Linked DNA regions of Sus scrofa: region 2 is linked to region 1. The links are chromatin contacts, called in public HiChIP or PLAC-seq maps. All regions are on one chromosome and are shown on one strand. Each heading gives the region's core, a stretch centred on a gene start, on an enhancer-like site or on the middle of the called end of the contact. The rest is flanking DNA. Distances are from core to core; before and after follow the strand shown. Region 1 overlaps ANKMY2 (ankyrin repeat and MYND domain containing 2). Region 2 overlaps LOC102158500 (anterior gradient protein 3).

Region 1 (6,874 bases), core at 2,514-5,013:
ACAGTATTTCTCAATGTAAAGAATGTGTGTGGTTTTATAAGGCCCTTGTCATTCCCCTTCCAGCCTGGGCATTACAGGATGTTCTGGGTTTGATTGATTTGAAGATGTTTCCTTATGTTTGTATTTCATTGTGTCTTATATCAGTAATCTCAATTATTGCAATAATTAAGTCTGCGGAGTAATCGTTGATGTTTACTCAGGACCTAGTCTCTTAGGGTTATATATCCTAAGAATTATTGTACCTCCAATTATCTTTAAAGGCACATTATTTTGAGTTAGACTGAGCGTGTATTTATACAGACAAATTATAAAGTTACATAAACTAAAATCACCTATGTTATATTTTTTAGAGTACTTGGACTTTTAAGAGAGCCAATTCTGTGATAAGAGTACCTTTCTTCATATCAGAGTTTGTTTTTTTGTAGGTATAGTCTATTTACTTGAAAACCCTTCTTTTATCCACACTTTAGATAAAAGCTGCCCAGTTGCTTTTCTGGTAGTCCGTTTTCACTGCTTTACCCTTTTCAAGCTGGCATGGGTCTTCATAAGGGTGTATTATAAAAAAGTAACTAATAGTGACTCTTATTAAGTCAAAGAGCTTTTTAAAATAAGCACAATACAACCCTCAGTCCAACAGTGCACCTTTTTACTGCTGTGTACCTAGCAGAGCTACATTTGTGTGGAGGTCAAGTGCCTGCTATAGCAATAAGGATGTTTGTTTTCAACAGGGACTTGGGGAATTGTGCTGATGCCCAGAATACAGATGTTAGAGTGGAGAAAAACAGGCAAAGGAAAAATGACAATAGCATTGAGCAGGGTCTCTAAGTTGATCGGGAAACAGATGTGTGCAAGTCTTTTGATTGTTGACATAATTTTTAAGCCCAGAATTGTCAAATTAGTAATTTTTCAAAAATGTGATTTAAAAAATAAAAAGAATATAAAATGCCACTGAATAAAGATATTCTAAACTAGCTGTTCTTTGGGAGATGAGATAAAAATGGCTTTTGCGCCTACATGAATATATTTATTCCTCCTCAGTAATTAATAATGATTCCCTTTATAATAAATATTATGCTGCAGAGATTAAAGGAAGGAAACTAATTCAAACATTATTATTTTGTGTGCAATTATGTAAATGCTTCAGTGAGCTCATGGTTGAGCTGTGGTTATCTATCATTTTTCATTGTGTGTACTGCTATATATTATAAAATAAAGTCTAATGTCTTAAACAAAACAACTGTTCTATTTGGGATTTTTAAAAAGAATTCTCACATGTAAATTTAAATTCTATGTTTTGATTATAAATGCTGTATACAGAATATTGAGCAAATAGCTTCAAATGATTGAGGTTGACAGCAGAAGTATAAACAGGTAATTAATGTGTTTTCTCTGCCCCAAGTTAATTTCTTTCTTTCTTTTTTCTTTTTTTCTTTTTTTTGCTTTTTAGGGCTGCACTTGTGGCATATGAAAGTTCCAAGATAGGGGAGCTGCCAGCCTATACCATAGCCACAGCAATGCAGGATCCAAGCCATGTCTGCGACCCATACCACAGCTCCCTGGCAACACCAGATCCTTAACCCACTGAATGAGGCCAGGGATTAAACCCATATCCTCATGGATACTAGTTGGGTTCATTGCCACTAAGTCACAACTAATTTCTGATACATATTATGTTAGGGGAAGTTGTCAGCAAAAGTACCAATAAGAATTTTGATACTTCTTCATGAAGTCTAATAATTTATTATTGGGTGCTATATTTTAAGTAAAATACTAGGTAATATATCAACTTAGTAGTGTCAAAAATAAGTAAAAATCTTATTTTAATTTAACAAGAGCATTAAATTTATGGTAAAATTTTAAGTAGGAGGCTAGGCATAGGTTTTACTTATGTTAACAAATTATCTTTCTTCATGTCTAAAGAAAAGGATCTAATTCCTGAAATCTGCTACCCATTGTTTTCTGATGTTTATATTGCCTGAGATAAGTGTCTAGCTGTAATATGTATGTTAGCAAATACTGAATGATGTTCTGCTCTGAGAATACAATTGTGCCCACATTACACATGTGTTTACATTACTGTTAGGTCACTATGGATTTTTATAGCTGTCCTATGCAAGCCTACCACAGCCAGTTTAAAAAAAAAATACTCCCTATTACACTAAATTTGAGCTTAATCTGTGCACATATGGGTAGTGTGGAACTCATAATGCATTAGACTGGATAACTCTAATAAGCCCATTTTAAAACTTTGCTTTCCTCTTTGACCTGTTCCCACTGATGATTAGAAATATATTAGAAAAATTTCCACAGTAAAATGTAATTAATCAGTAAGTAATACACCCTTTAATCTTAGACTTCTGTCTTTAAAAATCTCATTTCTTTATAATTAACAAGAATGAATAAGAACTATAGTATTCCTAGCCATGATATCCTAGCACTCAGTAATGTTAACTAAGAGTAGTAACTGCTCTGATTTGATTCTATGGATAAAGGATGTGCAAATATGCCATGCTTATCTTTAGAGAAAGTGCTTTTAACAGAGACAGTGAAGCCATGATTCCAGGTGGCCAACTAATACCTTGGCTTAGCTGGATAGCAGATCACATGATAACTTTGATATATAGAGTTCAAGAGAGTCCATGATGTCAGGGTCCTTCTTTATTAGTCTTAAAACTTGATCAATGGCAATTTGCATTTTAATTTGAATTAACATGGTAAATATGTGACCATAAGAAAGACTTTATTGGGTAATCAAAACTGACTACCTAATTTGTACATGGAAAATCTCTTATGGAATTTTAAGCTCACTGGGATTTCTTCTAGATTGTTATGCTTGTAAATGAGAATCCTCTGCTGGCAGAAGAAGCAGCTCTGAATAAATGCTACAAGGTGATGGATTTGATTTGTGAGAAATGTATGAAGCAGAGAGACATGAATGAAGTACTGGCTATGAAAATGCATTACATTAGCTGCATCTTTCAGAAATGTATTAACTTCTTAAAAGACGGAGAGAATAAACTGGACACCCTGATCAAAAGGTACTGGTTTTTTTTACCATGTCATGTGTAAAACACACTCAAATGGATAATGTTTTATTATGTGAAGCTCATTATGATTTTAAAAAATAAGCATTTTATTAGCAGTTATTATTGTTGATCACATTTCATCTGCAAGAAACAAGGGGCATTATTATAATTAGATTGATTATTCTTTTCTGTACTCTTTATAGCAGTGCTTTTGTTAGCTCCATTTACAGGTGAGGAGCCTAAGGTTTGAAGAGGTTAAATAACATGTTTAAGATCACTCAGCTAGAAAATAGCCCAACTCTCAATTTAAGGGTAGGTGTGCTATGCTATGGTTGCTGCTCTGGATTCATAACAGCACTCAATGTATCTCCCTTTCTGTGCCTGGGAAAGCTGTGTATCACCCTTGTTCTCTGGCCACTGGGGGTCAAATTCTCCTATAGTTTTACTGAGAAAAGAGAACTAAGTCAGAAGGGTGTGACTCAATGAGAATTATCAGTCTATGTACAAATAACTGACATGGTAATAAGTAACTAGCTAATCTGATAAGTGTTTTTCGTATGTTTTATATCAGTATTTAGTATGTTTTATAAATACATCTCTGGGCCCCTAAACCTGATAAGATTTAGCCTAATGTGTAAGTAGAACAGTAGTTTGGATGGAGTCTTTTATCATGATGTGAAGAGATAATGAAAAGCATCAAAGAAGAAACTAACAAAAGTTCATGAGTTCAGCTGGGAGGAAGTGCTTAGTAATTCAACTCCAGTTACTTTTTAAAAATATCTTTCAGCTTGTTAAAAGGCCGAGCTTCTGATGGCTTTCCAGTATATCAAGAAAAGATCATTAGAGAAAGTATCAGAAAATTTCCTTACTGTGAAGCTACACTCCTCCAGCAGCTGGTGCGAAGCATTGCTCCTGTTGAAATTGTAAGGCTCTTTCTAACTAAGTTAACTACATCAGTAACGCCTGATTACCACATTAAAGGCCCTTCCTCATTAGCATTATGTACTTATTTAATAAAGAAAGAATTATTTTAGAAGACTTTCAGGAACAAACCTGAAAATAGGTTTGCCTGTTAATACTGTTACTGTTTATCCATTTCCCCTCTCTGTCCTTTTCTTCCATGTATATAGCTCCTGGTTGAAAAAATGGTATTTCCTTATATCATAATATAGAGGGTAATAGTGGATACTTTCTTTTTTTTTTTTTTTTTTTTTTCCTTTTTGTCTTTTTAGGGCCGCACCAACAGCATATGGAGGTTCCCAGGCTAGGGGTCTAATCAGAGCTACAGCTGCCAGCCTACACCACAGCCACAGCAACACAGGATCATAGCCATGTCTGCGACCTACACCACAGTTCACAGCAACACCAGATCTTTAACCCACTGAGCAAGGCCAGGGATCAAACCGGCAACCTCATGGTTTCTAGTCAGATTTGTGGATTTGTTTCTGCTGTGCCACGATGGGAACTCTAATACTTACATTTTTGACACCTCTATGAAACCTCTATAAAGGTGGGGACACATCCTACGTATAATACAGATACATACTTGTTCACATGTAGCTTATGGAAAACCAGTACCAAGTCCTGCACTAGATGAAAATAAAAATTGAATGTCTGTGTTCCTGGTTTCCAGTCAATGGGGATGTGAGAGAATGGGTCCTGGGAGGTCTCATGGTATGTCCTGCTGAAACAATCTCAAAATATGTCCCAATTTCTTCTTTTTAGGGCTGCACCTGCAGCATATAGAAGTTCCCAGGTTAGGGGTCGAATCACAGCTGCAGCTGCTGGCCTATACCACAGCCACAGCAATGCAGGATCCTAGCCATGTCTGCGACTTACACCACAGCTCATGGCAACACCAGATCCTTAACCCACTGAGCGGAGCCAGGGATTGACCCTATGTCCTCATGGATACTAATTGGGTTTGTTACCATTGAGCCACAACAAGAATTCCGTGTCCTAAGTTCTTATATTCTACCTAATGCCTCTGTTTTTATAAGCGTTCCACACATTTAAAAAAAAAAAAAATCTAGTTACATTTGTCAGTTCTGGGAAGTAAATTTTAACTTTATTATCTGTTCTTTAAATTACTTATTGCCCTTTTGGCAGATATTTTCTAAGTAGTAAGGAAGACACTCCCTGCCTTCCCTATTTTGAATAGGTTTCCATTCATCTTGTTTACCAGTCATGCTTTTATACATTTCAGTCACAGCCTTGATCAGCCTTTTTCTATCAAGCAGGAAACTGATCCTGACACTATTCCCATTCATGGCATCCTCCCTCCCTCTGGCAATACCAGTTCTTCTCTGCCTTCTCTGGGCTTTTATATCATTCCCAGCTTGAAAACCAGAACTAGAAATGGGTTCCAGGAATTCCTTTATCCATTGCCTTCACTTAGAACCATGAGAGAAGAAAGGCCTAAGCAGACAAGACGATTTCATGAAGTTCATGCATTGATTTATTCATGAGAGCTTGCCATGATTTCACATAGAGATTCTTTACCCTTGCTGTTTAATATGCTTGGCTGTTTGGTGTTTAAGCTTTTGGAAGATTAAAGTTAGCAAATTATGAGGGTGGTTTATCAATTATGAATGTGTTTTGGCTGTGGATCTCAAACTCCAGCCAACTATGAATTAAATAGATAAGGGTTTATTTATCCACATATTCCCATAAGCCCAAAGTAGAAAGGCCAGATCTGGCACAGTAGCTCAAAAATGGATTGAGAATTCAAACCCTTTCCCATTTTTCTACCCAATACCCTTTAGCCATATAGGTTATCATACACATGTTTATGACCTCATAGTTGCAAGGCATCTAATGCTCTTCCTTCAAGTTCACATTCCTATTCTAGGCAGGCAAGACAAGGAAATGGGTCTACAGCTGGAAAGCATATGCTCTCCCTAAAACCCAGTATTGATGCCACATGAACACTCTTGGTGGCATAGGTGGAAATGAGTATTTTGGAAAAATGGGTATATTGGGGAAATGAATAGTTTTTGCTGGTCTTAACCCTGCTGCTTTGAAAAAAATTATATTTCTGTTAGTAAGGAAGTTTGAGGAATGGCTATCAGAGAAGCAATTAACAGTGGCTGCTGTGGGATATTTCCAGCACAAACAAATGTAGCTGACATTGTACCTTCAAGAGAGAAAACAGAAAAACTAAAAATAGCAGTCTGGAGTACTTTTCAAAAAAGTCAAAGCAGGTCAGTGTAGGGCTCAACAATCCATCTTAGCCCTGTATCATAGAATAATGTAGTTAGAGTATATGGTATATAATGATTGACGTTTGTCCTAGTGATCTGAGTCATCCATAAAAGTTAAGTAATACAAATATGATAGTATTTATTTAATGCATTTCAGAAAAATTTTTCTTCAAACTCTTTATTCCTTAAGAGTTATGTATTTTGCCCTTTACTGCAAGGCTTATGGCTCTGAGTGTCCCAGGTGGCCACTGTTTATTGCCTAGTAGATTTCGATATGGTACAAGTTCCTAAGCCCCTGAAGCAGTGGTAACTTTGTCATCAGCATGGTGGTTCTCACCACTGGCTGCCACGAGGATCTCCTCTGGCACTTGCCGACAATGCTGATGGCTAGGCCCTCCTGCAGACGTTTTGATTCCCTCTGCCTACCATGGAACCCTAGCTCCTGCCTGTCACAAAGTTCAGCAAGAAGTGTGAGGCATGGCTACATTTAAGAAATGCTGTTTCAGCATTTTAACAGATGATACTGTTAAAGATAGTTTGCTTTATCAATTGACAGTGTTTTGACTTCCTCAAGCCTAGCTAACTTCTCTGATTTTATAGGATACATTGAATAAAGCATCCTGTTTTTGGAGGGGTTGAATATCT
Region 2 (6,874 bases), core at 3,011-5,510, 260 kb before region 1:
GGAGACAGTTTGTGGGGTGAGGTGATGCTCTGGGGGTGTGGGATGGAAATACTATAAAACTGGATTGTGATGATCATTGTACAACTATAAATGTAATAAGTTCATTGAGTAACAATAAAAAAAAAGATTTCCCTGTCAGCTGGCTATGTATGAGGCCCACCTCCTCCAAATATATGGCAGCACAAAGACAAGGTAATATCTCCACTAAACCAATGTCTTTCAGATAAGAGGCCTATATAAAAGAAAAATAGTAAGCAACCAACAGTATTTAGTTCAATAGTTCTGTGATGGATATAAGCAAACGTAAAATATGAAATTAAAATCCTATAGCATCTGAAACAAAACAGAGGAAAGATGAATGAGGAGCTTTAGCAGGACTGAGCATGCTAGAACATTGTTACCCATGAGGCAGGCAAAATTATCTCCCTGTACTTAGAAGAATTATAAGATGCAATTAACTTGACTTCTAGAAATAGGTCTAATGAACATTAATTTTCATTATGGATCTGTACGTACATTATTCAGCCCCTAAAAACACTAACCAAAATTGCATTTGGCTGTGTGAAGGGGAAGACCTGCCGGAAGAGCTGTAGCCTCTTTCAGGGAACATGCTTCTACTAATATCTTTTGAAGTTATACACAAAGACATATAATTTCTCTAGAAACATAATTTATTCTTTTTCTTGGTGCTTTCACATCTGCAGCTTACGAGTATAATTTAGTTTTTACAGATTAAATCATAAGCTTTGAAACTCAAATGTATCTCATTATGAACATTTTATTTGCCATCTTAAAATTCTCCATCCTCTAATCTCATGACAATAAGGCCATATCCTACACTTCCTCTAGCTCTTTAAATGGAGCCTGCTGACACACGATCATCCAAGAGTCCTGTCCCCATTTACCCCCAGATTCCCACTTACTTCGCTCCCTCCCCTGGATCTGTGATCAGTGGCTACACTTTCTTCTTCCTTTTGCTCTTCATCCATTTGCAAACTATTTTTACATTGATCTGAAGACTTGCCATGGCTGCATCCCAACTCTGCACACTCCATGTTAACTTTACTTACAATTTCCAAAATAGGCTCTCCCCAAACTGGGTCTGGGGAATCTGGATGGTAGTCTAGGTCCCTGTTCTCCCTCCATCAGAGGAAAAATGTGTTGCCTACTGGTAAGCATAGGAACATTTTAATGAATAAAAAAGAAAAGTTACCCCCACACACAGGCTGCAGGTAAGAGCCTAACTGAACTAATCCAAAAGCTACCTTTGCAATTCTGTTTAATCTTCATAGAGCCCACAGGGAATGTACCAAGGAGTAAATCACATTTATATACACACTATAAAAATGCTAAACATTTACCAAGTGTTTAGTTGTAATACCCTGAAGATTCAGAGACTTGAAATGCTTGATAGAAATAAAAGGGATATTATTTTGCATTGGGGGATATAGTCATTATTGACAGAGCAAGTATCTGTAGATTGCAGACAATGAATATGAGAAGCTTATAAAAAATTATGAATACATATATATATGTAGGTATGACTAGATCACTTTCTGTACAGTAGAAATTGACAGAACACTGTAAATCAACTATAACGGAAAAAATAAAAATCATTAAAAACTACGCTTTTAAATGTTTGGCATAAAATTGTATTGCTCAATAACAAACTCTGGAGATATCTATTCCTTTAAACAAAAGATGCTTTTTTCCCCCCAGAAATTAATAGTTTTAAAATAACTATTTGTCTCTACAGGATTTAGAAAAATAAAGGTAGATAAATATTCCCTACAGTGTATTCTTTCTCTTTCATTTACTGAATGGTTTCAAAAATCTCCTTTCATATATGGTACAATATTCAATAGCATTAAATGAAAAAGGGAGGGTCGGAAATATTGATTGAATGGCACCATTTGTTTTTAAAATAAAAAATAGGAAGTTCCTGTAGGGGCTCAGTGGAAACAAATCCGACTAGTATTCATGAGGACAAGGGTTCAATCCCTGGCCTTACCAAGTGGGTTAAGGATCTGGCATTGTGTGAGCTGTGGTGTAGGTCGCAGACATAGCTCAGATCCCACGTTGCTGTGGCTGTAGCTCCGATTCAATCCCTAGCCTGGGAACTTCCATATGCTGGAGGTGTGGCCCTAAAAGGCAAGTAAAATAAAATAAAATAAAATAAAATAAAATAAAATAAAATAAAATAAAACAAAACACAGATATATACAGAGATGATGATGATACATAGATAAATAGACAGATAATAAATGGATAGGAACATGTTGAATATAGAAAAAATGTTTCCAGACAAAAACTGAAGTTAACATTAATTATTTCCCTGAGGAAAGAGACTAATACACTGGAAGATGGAAGGAAACCTACTTTCTACTACTGACATTTTTATACAGTTTTTTTTAATATATAGTCTCAGTGAGAGACAAATTGAAACACAGATGGATGCACAAATATCTGCACACACAAAGTGAATAGGTAATCATAATCCTCAATTCAGTTTATGGTTAATATGACCTATTAATCTTATAAAAATATGAGTCACTGCCCTTGAAAGAATTAACCCCAAGTATGGACTATCTTGACTTATTAAAATTATCTTTAATTATATGAATTTGTATTCTGTTCCCAAATGGAATGAAATAGAAAAAAATATATATAATTTTGTAGCTTGGAAATTTATGTAATTACAACCAATTATAAAGAGGAACAATTTTCTTTTGCATGTTTCACTTTATATAATTTTCTGGAGAATGACTTTAAACAGAAACTCAGAGAGGAGTTCCCGTTGTGGCTCAGTGGCTAACGAATCCGACTAGCAACCATGTTGCTCAGTGGGTTAAGTATCCGGCATTGCTGTGAGCTGTGGTGTAGGTCAAAGATGTGGCTTGGATCCCGCATTGCTGTGGCTCTGGCGTAGGCTGGTGGCTACAGCTCCAATTAGACCCCTAGCCTGGGAACCTCCATATGCCACGGGAGTGGCCCAAGAAAATGGCAAAAAGACAAAAAAAAAAAAGAAGGAAAAGAAACTCAAAGAAGGTATTTGAAATAATTTTTCATTAAGATTAAAATTCATTATAAGATTAAAAATATTATCCTCCATGAAATAAATTTTCTCAAATTTAGCAGATAAGCAACTACAGGAGAATTTTCTTAATTTACAGTATCATCTACAGAAAATTATCAGTTGAAGGTGATGACAATTCCAAATATATTAACCATAAGAACAACTTTGAAGATAACTGCAGGTTAATTTTATGGAAAAAAATAAATAGAAGATCACATTAAGATCAAATAAATAAATAAAGACCAATGGTATCAGAAATATCTTCAGAAAAACACCAGCCACCTGGTATAGGAGGCAAGTTTAGCAAAGAAACTGATTAACATTAATACACACAAAGAATAATTTTTTAAAATTTGCTATGATGTGGACTTCGTATTGTGGCTCAGCAGTTAATGAATATGACTAGCACCCATGAGGATGCAGGTTCAATACCCGGCCTCACTCAGTGGGCTAAGGATCTGGCGTTGCGTGAGCTGTGGTGTAGGTCGTAGAAAAGCGCTCAGAACCTGCACTGCTGTAGCTGTGGTGTAGGCCAGCAGCTACAGCTCTGATTTGACCCCTAGCCTGGGAACCTCCATATGCCATGGGTGTGGCCCTAAAAATCAATAATAATAATTTGCTATGATGTATATGAATATATTTTGAAGATTTTTACTTTTGAGAATAATTTTAATAGAGTATTTGTAATCTATTGTGCAATAAAACCAATTCTGGTTCACAAATATGTATTTCAAAAATTATTTAAAACTATATAATTCCAATGGCTTTCAGGACCTCCTTTTACTCTCAGACTTGTCCTGGTTTAAAGGACATAGTACATGGTCACGCTAATGGGAAAGAACCAACAACACTGATCAGCTCAGATGTAATTTCACTTCCCCTTTAGTACTTCACTTTCTGTTTCTCATCCTCACCCACTATTGAAATAGATGATACGCAAGAAGTTGAGCAAAGATGTCCTAATATTCTGAGATTTTTCTATAATCCACTACAAGTCAAGAACAAGGCGAAAGCTTTTCCACTCTAAGAGGAAAACTTAAGGATCAATGCCCAACTGTTTCTTTGCTTTGTAAGTGCTGAATTTAAAATTAAAATTTTAAGTTCCTTGGGAGTTTCTGTCGTGGAGCAGTGGAAACAAATCTGACTAGGAACCATGAGGTTGAGAGTTTGACCTCTTACCTTGCTCAGTGGGTTAAGGATCCAGCGTTGCCATGAGCTGTGATGTAGGTCATCACAGCTTGGATCTGGCGTTGCTGTGGCTGTAGTGTAGGCTGGCAGCTATAGCTCCGATTCTACCCCTAGCCTGGGAACCTCCATATGCTGTGGGTATGGCCCTAAAAAGAAAATAAATAAATAAATAAATAAGTAAATAAAATGAAAAATAAAATAAAATAAATTGTAAGTTCCTTAAACTGCAGAGGGAAGGATTCTATTTCAATGTTATATTCCAACAGGTTCCCTCTGAGAACCCTACAGATGGGAGAAAGCACAATTGGACAAACACACAAATCAGTACTATAGAAAAAGGAGAATACAACCTGGCTACATGGGGGCTCCCTCAGAATCACAAGGAAGATTCAATGGGAAAACCATAAATTTACGATATCAAAGGAAAAAAATTACCATATAAATTTACTATATAAATTACTATATAAATTTACTATATATATATATATATATCCATTTTTAAAGAACAATCGAGTTTTCGGAGAACAGTGAACAATGGCAACCTTCTTCACATAACAAATTAACGAGCACTATGTTTAAACTACGAAAACTACTCTGTCTTTTAGGTCAGAAGCAAGATAGTCACCACCTCAGCTCTTTAGTAGTGCTTTTTAAATATACCGAGTATTTAGACAAAAAAAGAGAAAGAGAGAGAAGGGAGGAAGGAAGGAAAAAAATGTGTTGAACAATCCCCTAGATTTGAGATCAGCCAACTTCTTCTGTAAAAGGCCAAAGAGTAAATTTTTTTTTTTCTTGTCTTTTTAGGGCCACACCCATGGCATATGGAGGTTCCCAGGCTAGCGGTCTAATAGGAGTTGTTGCTACCAACCTACACCGCAGCAACACCAGATCTGAGCCTCATCTGCTGCCTACACCACAGCTCACAGCAATACTGGATCCTTAACCCACTGAGCAAGGCCAGGAATCGAACCCTTGATCTCATGGTTCCTAGTCAGATTTGTTTCCACTGCGCCATGATGGGAACTCCCAAAGAGTAAATATTTTGAATATGGTCCCTGTCTCAGTACTCCACTTGGCTATTAGAATCCAAAAGTAACCATAGATGGTATATAAGGAAAAGGACATGGTTGGGCTCCACCCAGTAATTTCTATCTATGTACACTGACATTTGAATTTCATACAATTTTCATATGCCACAAAATATAACTCTTTTGATTTTTTTTTCCCAACCAATTCAGAATGTAAAAATCATTTTTATCGCTTGGGTTATACAAAAACAGGTGGGCCAGACTTGGTGACCCTGCCATAGGTTACTTTAACAATAATTAAGTCCGAAAATAGAACTTGGAGTGGTGTGTGTTTGGGTGTGTGTGTGAATGAAGGTGAGTGTGTGAGAATGTGAGTGTGAGTGTGTTTGTGTGTGCGTTCGAGGTGGGGTGAGCAGAGAAAGGCAATACTGGTGAAGAGGAAGAGAATTTTCCTTTTTTTTTTTTTGACACTACTCCACACTTTAAAAATATTCTATCATAATCATGGATTAATTATAAAATTTAAAAAACTAATTATTAAATAAATATAATCATATCTAATTGCCTTTTTTCCTGTTCTTTTTTTTTTTTTTTTTTTTTTTGCATGGTAAGGTCAAGGGTTTAATAGAGAGACTATAAAGAGTCATCAAATTATAAAAGTGTTAAATTTTAAAACAACATTTTTATTTCTCTCCTATCTCTTTCTCTCAGAAAAATAAAAGGCTCTTTAGTTGTTAATTATATTCCTGTAAACAGAGTAAACCTTAGGAATTTAGATTTGCTTTCTATCTAATCTGCAAGCTTCACTGACCTTTCATCAGGAACAATGGTGTACACACAGTTCCTACATTCATACCAGTTCCCTTCTCCCCCTCACCTTTTTGGGTGTTGAACTCCAGCCAAACATTAAATTACCTTGGGAAGAAAAAGGTAGGAGAGAAAAAAGCTCAAAGATGGCATTGGGCCTCATTTTGTGAGGACACTCAATCTTAATTTAGAGAAAAAGAGAAGAGACTTTTTATTGAGTGTAAGAAGCATGAGAACTGGAAAGAACAGATTTTTCAGACAAGCCTAGTTTTGTAAGTTTAAAGGAGAATCATGCTTGTGTTTCGATGCAGGTGGGACTGTCGATCAGGTGTATGTGTTTGTGTGTCTGTTTGTGTCTATAAATCCACACCCATTTTTCACCAGAAACATCCAGGAATACACTTCTGGCAAGAGCATGGACTAGTTCAGGTAAGTAAGCAAAATTTCCAAATGATTCAATCAGTGATCAAACTGTTATATTTAAAGGATCGAATTATCGCTGTTCAAAATTAAGGTCTTGAGTAAAGCAAAGGGTACATTCAATAAAATGAAACGTTTCTTTTTTTAATGAACTAGATTTCCCTGGTTGCCTTCATATTTTTACTTTCTACTTATGTTAATGATGTTATAATCAACAACGACCAAAAATGACCCTTTAAATATTATACTGCAAGTAACAATTTTTTCTCCTTGTTTTCTTTTGTAGAGGATCTTTTACGTAACATTAAGTGACTTCTGTTATTTTTGAAAAAGAAAACAGTAGGGTCAGAAAATG

Evidence for each region. HiChIP or PLAC-seq counts read pairs in DNA pulled down with a chosen protein or histone mark.
Region 2: an H3K27ac HiChIP or PLAC-seq map of alveolar macrophages shows a contact between it and region 1. The contact joins two enhancer-like sites. A contact is called at or near these places in 1 of 47 Hi-C or Micro-C datasets (embryonic fibroblasts) and 1 of 2 datasets of contacts at active chromatin or transcription factors (alveolar macrophages).

The regions. Positions count from the first base shown.
Region 1 is chr9:85,856,985-85,863,858 of Sscrofa11.1, reverse strand. It overlaps ANKMY2 (ankyrin repeat and MYND domain containing 2), which reads left to right. Exons shown (of 10, transcript NM_001243401.1): 6 at 2,824-3,038; 7 at 3,814-3,949. Among named protein-coding and RNA genes, the nearest start is that of ANKMY2, 27 kb to the left of the region's middle. Within about 2 kb of position 3,763, at least 2 of the 83 cell types and tissues checked have an H3K27ac peak or open chromatin away from gene starts, as enhancers often do. A contact at or near this core is called in alveolar macrophages, where this site is marked.
Region 2 is chr9:86,115,662-86,122,535 of Sscrofa11.1, reverse strand. LOC102158500 (anterior gradient protein 3) reads left to right here. Exons shown (of 9, transcript XM_021063960.1): 2 at 6,484-6,528. Among named protein-coding and RNA genes, the nearest start is that of AGR2, 65 kb to the right of the region's middle. Within about 2 kb of position 4,260, at least 4 of the 83 cell types and tissues checked have an H3K27ac peak or open chromatin away from gene starts, as enhancers often do. A contact at or near this core is called in alveolar macrophages, where this site is marked.